2 separate regions of the Canis lupus genome follow, and region 1 is linked to region 2. A link is a contact called in public Hi-C data. All regions are on one chromosome and are shown on one strand. Each heading gives the region's core, a stretch centred on a gene start, on an enhancer-like site or on the middle of the called end of the contact. The rest is flanking DNA. Distances are from core to core; before and after follow the strand shown. Region 1 has its middle 23 kb from the start of PPP1R21. Region 2 holds the start of FOXN2 (forkhead box protein N2).

Region 1 (5,075 bases), core at 833-3,332, 100 kb after region 2:
TACCTGGGTGGCTCAGTATCTCTCCTCAAATGGATAGGTAAAATCTTTCTTTTAAAAAGATTTTTATTTATTTATTTGAGAGAGAGAGGGTGAGAGAGAGGGAGAGAGAGCACAGACAAGGGAAGCGGCAGGCAGAGGGAGAGGGAGACGCAGGGTCTCTGCTGAGCAGGGAGCCTGATGTGGGGCTTGATCCTAGAGGGGCTTGATCCCAGGGTCCTGGGATCATGACCTGAGCTGAAGGCAGACGCTCAACCAACTGAGCCACCCAGGTGCCCCTGGATAGGTAAAATCTTTAAAAAAAAATTTTTATACTGTTTTTTGGAACATTACAAAGATTTGTTCACTATTTGCAAAATTATATCACCAATGGCAGCTAGTTGTATGCAGTGTAACACACTATATTGGTCTAAGTTTATAGTCCCATCCGTGGTGAGTGTATCAATAATTACAACACTGACTCCTTTGTTTTATCTTCTATTATAGTTGAGCCTAAGCATTTCCATGTTGAAATCCATATTGCTTTATTACAAATTACCACCCTTTTATTTCTTCTTTGAATCTTTCCAGTCAAGACATTATGCTGATTTTATTTTTGAGAAGGTGTGTGGTAGGTAGGTCATATTATCTATGTATTTCATGTCAGGATCATAAAGTGTGTTCCATGAAGTGGGGAGGAGGACATTGGTCTTGCCAGTGTCTGTCGTCCTAACTCATACACACTCAGCCTCCATCTGCTTTCTTTGCCTTCGTGTGAAAAGGCAGAAAGGACTGGCAGTAGAGAGCTGAGTGTTTGGGGTCTATGCGTCAAGCAAAAGAGGCCTTTTTTTTTTTTTTTTTTACATTTATCTGTGGCAAGCCAGGCTTTAGGCATAAGTGCAGAAGATGCATCATGTGCACTGCCATTTGAGAGCTAATTATCTCTGAGAGAGTTGAGTGTTAATCCGTGATCCGCCACCGACAACTCCGTACACATTAGTTTTTCAGAGGACACAGAATTAGGCCAGAACTCTGTGTTGACAGAGGGGGAGGGAGAGCAAGGCACAGTTCTGGAACTCCAGGGACTGAGGAAGGAGAGAGCGGGGAGGTGAGGAAACCACAGTGGCCATCTGGGGGTAGGGGAGGAGTGCCAGGGCACTGAGGGCACCTGCAGCCAGCATGGCCAGCCCGCCGATCGCCTTGGTCACCCCTCCGGAGCGACGGAATTAACCACATCTCACACTCCTTAATTGGAGCAGATAATTGGGGAGCTGGCTTTGTGCACAGGAAGTGTGTGCAGTGAGATTTGGCGGAGTGGAACAGGAAGAATGGGGACCACCTGATTTCATCTTGTGCCAAGGAGGGCGACACAAAGCGGCAGTGTCTCCTATGAGCTTGGCGCGGGCAGATCAGGGGGACGGGGGGCCCTGTGCAAACCGGCGGGTGGCGGATCTTCCGGGGCAGGTCGCTGGAGCAGACGACAGCCAGCAGCTCTGTGACTTTGGGCAGGTAACTTAACCGCTCTGTGTGTGTTTCCTCATCTGTGAAACAACTGAGGAACTACAAATCCCCCTTAAAATTCCGTCACTCCTTTCCTGGGCAGGGGGTGGCAGGGGCATGGCCTACTTCCTTGACACCCCAGTACCCCCCCGCCCCCGCCCAGAGGGGTGTGAAACAAATAAGGACAATCCTTGTTGGGCAGGGGGTTAAATCTTTACCTTCTCCCCAGATAAATCTCAAGGCACTTCAGACTGGGAGATACCTTGGTCCAACTTCCCGAGCCAGCCCTTGGCTGGTCTTCTCTCAGAGGTGCCGGGATAGGCACTGGTTAGAGAGGGCTGTTGCCAGGACGACAGAAACCAAACAGGGGCGAAGGTGTCATTATTTCTGAGGATGTGGTTAAGTGAGGCATTCACCTGATGACCATCCCGTGACTGTCAGGCTTCTTTTCGAGTTACTTTTTGGAATCTTCATCCCCAGAAAACCCTTTGTTGTGAAATGTGCTCAGGTCCAGAAAGCAAGTGAGGGCCAGTCAGCAATACTCCCAGTGTGAACTCTGGAATAGCATTTCTTTAGAAAGATTCATCCTCGTTTTGCTCCTGGCTTAGTGCTGCTTCTGTGATGACTGTTTCCTGGGGATTTCCAACCTGAACAGCAAGGAGCCCAGGCCCCAGCTCACGCCCACACTGAGGACAGAGACAGCTGCATTTATTCCCACAAGTGGTAGACAAAGAGAATCAAGAGACTGAACTCTTGTGACCCTGGGTGATTCTCTACTTCCCTGAGTACTGGGATAGCAACTGAGGCATTTGATGATCTCTATTGTTGAGGGAAAGTTGAGGACCAGTTGCCAAAGCACCCTGAATACCCATTCGTAACAGACATTATTACTTTCATTATTTTGTCTTTTGCTCAAAACTTCTTTTTCATGATCTAGCAATTACACATGAGACCAAATAATTTTATGAAATTATAAAATTTTAGTAAAATCATTTGGTGTAGAGTTATTCACGAATAATATCACCATTCATTAAAAATGTTTAAATGCAGAAATGCATTAGTATTTGTCTTATTAAGCTTGATCATCACAAATAACTTAGTCTGAATTACAGCCAGTGTAATCTCATGAAAGTGATAAAGTAGAGGAGCGACTCTTGATCTTGGGATTGTGAGTTCCAGCCCCATGTTGGGTATAGAGATTAGTTAAATAAATAGAACTTTTAAAAAAGTAATTAAGTGTAAAAAAAATATGGCCTAGCTATAAAAATCGTCAAACATCTCCAAAGAGAAAATGAAGTCTCATATGTCATTCCCACAACTAGCCTGTAACAGATTTTTTAATCAGCAAATCCATAACAACATTTTCCTCACTGAGCTGTTGTGAGGATTCAATGAGAGTATCAAGTTATTGGTGCCCAATGGGCATCTAGTAAATTATAGTTATTAATATGTTTATAGCCTCAAAACCGACACAGCTACACACAGGCACATATGTGCGTGTGCATGCACACACATTCTCTCTTCTGGTTCTTTTACAGACAGACCAACTGGTGGAGATGAATGAATACTCTCCTCAGAATGAGAGCATGAAAGGCAGTCATCTATTCTTTGCTTTTTGGGGTGGGGATCAGTATCTAAGATGAGAAACTATCCCTTCATGCCCCCAGGAATCCAGCCCTGGCTAGGTCAGCTCCTGAACTCACACTTCCAGGATAACTGGGAACACAAACCTAGTAAGTGTAAGGAACAATCCAAGACTGCACTTGAGTAAGTAACAGCTGGATTTTGCGGTGTAGGTGGGGTTTGGACTTCATGATCCATCTGGAGCAGTTTATGGGTCTGTGGCTACAAATGCTGTGCTGAAATCTCTGTGGAAGAGGTGCACATGTGCTCTGCCTTGGAGGAGAAGTGAAGCCACCCGGTGGGGTGGGAGGCAATGTGAAGGACCAAAAAAGTCCATTTTCTCTGGGACAGGTGGACCACGAGGCTGATGACAGAGGCTTATGGTGTTATAAAAAATGGTGTCTTGGGATGGTCCCGCATCACTTTGATAAGAGATAAATTTGGGTTCCCTGAATCTTGTGTTGTAGGCCAGCCACCAACACAGGGTTCCTCACATCACATACACTTTAAGGTGTTACTTAAGTTGAAAGGTTTGGATGTTACAGATAACCCCAGCCACGTGAATTTTCAATAGCAAACTAGTGGGTAAAGTTGACAGGTTGTTCATGTTCTGTCTACTACCCTTCCCTCTGTCTGTTCTAGCCCAAAACTAATGGCTTCTTCTCCCACCTGGAAATGAGGGCTCGGTCTAAGGAAGGGGGTCTGTGTTCTGTCATTGACATGGTAAAGCGAGTCAAGATGGCCAATCAATAGGTATATACATATATCCAGTGAGGTGCACAAATGTGCATTGTACAGCTTGAAGAACCTTTCAATGAGTACACCTGTGCAAACACCCCCTAGACTAAGAGTGAGAACACTTTCAGATCCTTCACAAGCACATGAGCATTTGAACCATATATTTTTTAAAGATTTTATTTACTTATTCATGAGAGATATATATATAGAGAGAGAGGCAGAGACACAGGCTGAGGGAGAAGCAGGCTCCCAGCGGGGAGCCTGATGTGGGACTCGATCCCAGGATGCCAGGATCACAACCTGAGCCAGAGGTAGACGCTCAACCACTGGGCTATCTAGGTGCCCAAACCATATTTTTATATAATAAAATGTATTTGTCCTCTGGAAAAGACATTAACTTGGGAAATAAGTGGGAGGATGGGAGAAGCTCTGTATGGATAAGACATACCAATTAGCTGATTATTATTAAGTGAACATGTACGGAGTGCCCACTGTAATCATGATTCACGTGTGTTCAAGGTTAGCCTTGGAACTGGTGTCATGACCCTCAGACTCACCTCTTTGTCTTCCCTTTAGTTTCACCACCACTGTTCTGATGAGACTCCCACGGTGTCTCCTGGACCAGTGATACAGCTTCCTAACTGGTCTCACTGCCTCCAGCTTCTCCAGCTATTTTTTAATACCATGAACCTACTCACATACTTCTCTGCTAAAGCCCCATTAGTGGGTCTCCACTGCCACAGCCTGGATCCTGTCTCCTCTCCACCATGCACCTGGCCAGAAGGTCATAACTGACTCATAACTGGCTCACTGCCACATGACCTTGTTTCTTATTCTCAAATACATGGCTTTCAGGTGCTGTTCCCTATGCCTGGAATGGCTTTCCTTGCATCGCCCCCCAAATCTTCCACTAAACCTCAGAGCATCATGTATTGCTTTCTTTTTCTCACACCCCATATCCAGTCTGCCAAGGAATCCAGGTAAATTTTGGTATATCTACTTCAGAATACCACCGCCCCCCCCCCCCCCAAAAAAAAGAATACTCCCAGAATCTGCCTAGGACTTACTGTCTCCACTATGGCTAATCTCTGAGACTGTCCCTCACATCGATCATGACGCTAACTTCCTAAATGGCCCCCTGACTCCTGTCCTTGCCCTCCCACCCACTCATAGCCCGCTCTCAACACAGCAGCTAGAGTGACCTTCTTAACACGGAAGTCAGATCATGTCATACCCTG
Region 2 (4,667 bases), core at 754-3,253:
GGGGAAAGCTACTCACTCTGAATCATCATTAGTTTTAATCAGAGCTTTTCCTTGATAGGCGTTCAAAGTCCTCTAAAATAGCCTTTAAGTATACAAGTGTCCCTGGACTCTAAACTAAGTGTGACAGATTTCCCAAGAGACCTCAGCCTTATCCACAGCGATTATTTAAATGTTCCCAGCCTCTCTACTCAGTAGAGAGGCCCAGCAGAGAGATCTTAGTGGATGCTAATGCAGTACATTCATTACTTGACCTTGGACAAGTTACATGACTGTTCTGGATTTGTTTTTGCATCCATGATAAACTGGGCTCCTAGATGACCTATCTTTAAAGTATATATTCATTCCAGATTTCAAATTCTGGGATTCTTCTAGAGTTGAGGAGGACTGTTTGGTCACCTGAGTTTAAAACTGATTAGAAGGAAAAATAGAAACTAAAGTTCAATATATCAAATAAGATACTATTACAATAACCTGTAGGGAGAGGAAGACCTATATTATACTAGTGATCACCATGGCCACTAGAGATAAAGCAAAACTAAGGTAGGAAGAGGCTGTGGCTCTTCACAAGCCACCTCCTGTCAGTCTTCCTTTCTCCCTAGCGTGTTTGTGGTAAAAAAAAAAAAAAAAAAACAAAAAAAAAACTACTATATTCTAGTACTATATTCTAGTAGTTCTGAAAACTAGTAATTCTACTATATTCTTCCTCTAGGAACGTCCTTCAACTTGTCCACATGAGGGGGTAACAGTGATTGCTCTGAAGGGAGAAAATGAAGCAACTCTTGTTTTAATTGAAGCTTACTGTATCTTTGCCGGGTGGCCTCTTACTCCAAATGCAGTCATGAGGACCTTCAGGACGGTGTAATGAGAAATAAATGGAACTAGTAGCTGATTTTGGACAAATCCTATAGACACAACATTTTCCTCTGTGGAATGAGGGTTGAACACTTCCATTTTTGTTTTTATACATTCTGATGCCTAGAATTCTTCTATGTCTCTGTCATCTCCACAGCTTGACTTGTTTTATTGTCAGTAGGCAGCTCGTTTCATAATCAGCTCACTTTATACTCATGGCCTGGCACATAGTAAATATTCAGCTAACATTCATTGTTCTGGAAGAAAGTGAGCCTCCTATGACACCAGCCACTATGCATGTCTCTTTCACATACCTTTTCTCTCCATCCATTCAGCACATTAGTGACAGGGATCATTACTCTAGTTTTTGAAGATGTGGATAATATAGATACTCAGAAATTTAGTGATCAGAATCATAATTTTTGTAAAATAGAGCCTTAGTTCTGCCACTTACCTTGTATTTGTCAGGTTAATTTCCTAAGCCTCGGTTTCCTTATCTGTAAAGTGGGAATTTGTAAGAGTTAGGGTAGGGTTTGCAGATTTAGCAAAAAAGAAAAAAAAAAAAAAAACAGGAAGTGTATCTCCAAATGGAACATTCTTATATTAAAAAAATATTCTACATTTACCTGAAAAAAAATTTTTTTACCTGAAATTCTGATATAATTGGACACTCCTGTGTTTTATCTGGCAACGCTATCTTAGCATCATGGTTATCACAATGCACGTAAAGAATTTAGCTCGGTCCCTAGCACTTAGTGAGGCCTCAGGAAATGCGATGCTTATTAAATTTTGGGTCTGATTCCAGAGTCTTTTTTTTTTTCTTTACCACAAACACGCTAAGCTCAGTTTCTTCTTAAAATTCCAGTCAAGCGAGTGCAATATGAAGTTCACACTCACGCTTTACCGTTTCGACAGCGCTTTCAAAGCCCGGGCAATGGCGGAAGGCTCCCGGGGGCCCCCACAGGAGCCCGGGCTGTCGAGGGGCCCCGCCGCAGTCCCCGCGCCAGGACGCGCCGGCCGCGCCGCCGGGGAGGCCGCCCTAGCCCCGCCCCCGGGCCTCCCCGGCCACTCAGCGGCCGCGCCGCGCCCCGCCGCGCTCCGATAGGCCCTTCCGGGACAGGCGAGGCCTTTCCATTTTTCCCGCCTTCCCAGCCTCTCCTCAGCCCGAACCCGGCCCGGGCCCACACAGCGCCTCCGCCCTGCCTTCCGTGCGAACCCCGCCCTTCCGGACACCGCATCTCCCTTCCTTCCTCGCCAGCCGTCCCGAGCCGCCTGCGAGGCCCCGCGCCGGCCCTTAGGTAGGAGGTGGGCGGGGCACCGAGGGGCGGACCGAGCCCCTCCCGAGGGGCCGCGGGGGGGGCGGGGACCGCGGGGGGCGGGGCTAATCGCCTCGGCGCCGCGTTGCCATGGCAGCGGGGGAGGGTGCCGGGAGGGGGAGGAAGCGAGCGGGAGGGGGATGTGGTGCTGCCGCGGCCGCCACCGCAGCTGCCGCTGCCTGCTCTTTGCCGCGTCTTCCCGGAGGCGGCTGCTGGAAGCCGCCGGGAGCAGCTGCGGGGCTCTGCCATATTGTGTCCTCCCCTGCCCGCCCCTCGCCTCCCCGCCGCGGCGGCCGAGCAGACGGTGAGTCCCGCGCGGAGTGGCGCCCTGCGGGGCCGGCGCCGCCGGGCGTCCGCGCTCCCCGCCCCGGCCCGCGCCGCGGCTCCCGGGGCGGAGGCAGCGCGTGCGGCGGCGGCCGGCGGCCGGCGGCCGGCGTGGGGCGCGGAGGCGGCCGTCCCGTGACGCGCCCGGACATTTTTGTCCTGTGAGGAATTGGCGCCGGCACGGGGCGGGGAGGGGGGCGCGCTGTCCCCGGCGCGCGGCGTGGGTCCCGTGTGGGCTCCGGGGCGTGGGGGCGGCCCCGTGAGGAGTTCGGAGTTGTTGGCGAGCGGCAGGGACTGCCCGGGGGCGGGTGCCGGCGGCCCGGCGAGGCTCCGCTCGGGGCCAGGCTGCTGTCGGAGGAAGTGCCCCGAGCCCCTCGGGAGCGTGTGCAGCGCCCCCGCCCCCGCCCCCGCCCCCGCCGAGTGGAGCGCGACGTGCCGGGCGTGGAGGGCGGCCCGGCTGGGCCCCGCCGAGGCGCGCCCGGGGAGGCGCCGGACGGACGCTGCGCGCAGGCCACTTGCAGCCCCCCGGGCGGCGGGGCTCGGGGCACAGGGGCGGGTCCCGGATGTGGGGGGCGCCCCGGCCCCTGGCCCCTCCCCCGCGGGCGCCCGTCGGGGGGCGGGGGGAGTTAGGGTTTTTCTGCGCCGCTGTACGGCCACTTCCTGTTCGCCGCCGCTGGGGCCCGTGGGTACCTCTGCCCCTCGGTCTTCTGCCTGGGGCGGGGGGCGGGCCGTGGGGGCGTGTGCGAGGCCCTCCGCCCGCGGGGTTGGCCTCGCCGCAGCCGCAGCCGCGAGTCTGAAACCCCGGCGGCCGGTGGGAGGCAGGGGAAAGCCGCCCGTGTGCGCGCCCCTGCACCCTCCACCCTCCACCCTCCACCCTCCACCCTCCACCCTCTACCCTCCACCCTCCACCCTCCACGCTCCTGCAGCTCCACCTTTGCGAAATGCCTCCGTTCCCACCTCCGGTCGCTGGAGTGGGCGTAGCGACTTCAGTGGGGGTGCACTCTCGGGCTCTTCGTGGACCCGATTTCTGCTTGAAAGTCTCTTTAAGGCAGCCTCTGTACTTTACCTTACAGGAAAGGGGGGGAAAAAAGTCTTGGCGTGCAGAGAAACGGCACAGCGCCTCTTCTGCCGCGACTCCGGGGTGGAGGGAGGGGGGCAGTTATTTGTTTCCAGGTTAGTTAGTGCGGTCTCTCCTGCCTGCCTTCTGATTGTGACAGCCACGTGGCCGCCCGAGTGTGAGAGTTGCCCTAGCGCCGCTCGGTCTGAGGCTTCCTGGGTACCAGGGGCTTTGTGATCGTGCTGTAGCCTTGCATCCACACTTACTTTGGCGTTTTCTGAGATGAGGAAGTGGAAAGAACTGAACTTGTTCATGTCTGTCTCTGTTCCGCATTTTAAGACTTTGTTTCCTTGCCGTCCGTGTATATATGGACGTTTTTTGCCTTCCTCCGCTGTTTTGATGATTCATCCCTAAAATCTCAGCAGTGTTAGGTATCATTAAAGAGTGGTGGGGGAAGAGAGTAGTACATTATGAAGTTCCTCAACTCTGGGAAAAAAAAAAAAAAAGCCGTTTGTATTTCAGAAGCATCAGTGAGAGGTTCTAACGCAAGAAGAAATCATCACGTTCTGGAGTATTTCTTTTTTTGAGTTTTATAGAAGTCTTATTTTTTTTCTTCTTCCATAAAAATTGTGACCTGAGAAGATATGACTGAAAATACTTGTTTAGGGATGAAATAAATACTTGTTTGGTTAAAAAAAAAAAAAAAAAAAAAAAAGTTTGGTTTGTGTGCACTTTCTTAAACTCATTTTTGGAAAAGTATTCATGTTTAATGTGACTGTTAACATGAACAGATTTTCTTTTAAGGAACGAAATTTAATTTTGAGAATACATGAAAGCAAAGAGTCAAAGGGTTGAAGATTTTTTTAAAAATCCAAGCTTTTGGAGAGTTTGGAAAATTTTAGAATTTAGGTGTAATCTCTGCATACTAAGGCATGTTTCGTTTTGTAAATGCTTTGGTGGATTTGAATTATTTCTGTAACATGTTTTTTTTTAAATCAGTTTTACTTGGAGGGTGCTAAACCACAGGAAACATTTAGAAGGTTTGAAACAATTATGTAGAGAAGTTATAGCAGCACCGTTTATGAGAATTTAGTTATGCCATAACAACAGTTCTCAAT

Evidence for each region. A called contact is a pair of places that touch in the nucleus more often than the background predicts.
Region 1: a Hi-C map of blood shows a contact between it and region 2, with 2.6 times the contacts expected there. The contact joins the enhancer-like site here to the promoter of FOXN2 in region 2. A contact is called at or near these places in 6 of 9 Hi-C or Micro-C datasets (amygdala, blood, skin fibroblasts and 1 more).

What each region holds. Positions count from the first base shown.
Region 1 is chr10:51,379,634-51,384,708 of UU_Cfam_GSD_1.0, forward strand. No RefSeq gene overlaps it. Among named protein-coding and RNA genes, the nearest start is that of PPP1R21, 23 kb to the right of the region's middle. Within about 2 kb of position 2,083, at least 7 of the 20 cell types and tissues checked have an H3K27ac peak or open chromatin away from gene starts, as enhancers often do. A contact at or near this core is called in blood, where this site is marked.
Region 2 is chr10:51,278,159-51,282,825 of UU_Cfam_GSD_1.0, forward strand. It overlaps FOXN2 (forkhead box protein N2), which reads left to right and starts at 2,004. Exons shown (of 6, transcript XM_038551240.1): 1 at 2,004-2,150. LOC111097744 (a long non-coding RNA gene) reads right to left here and starts at 1,885. Exons shown (of 4, transcript XR_005365954.1): 1 at 1,757-1,885; 2 at 1,307-1,349.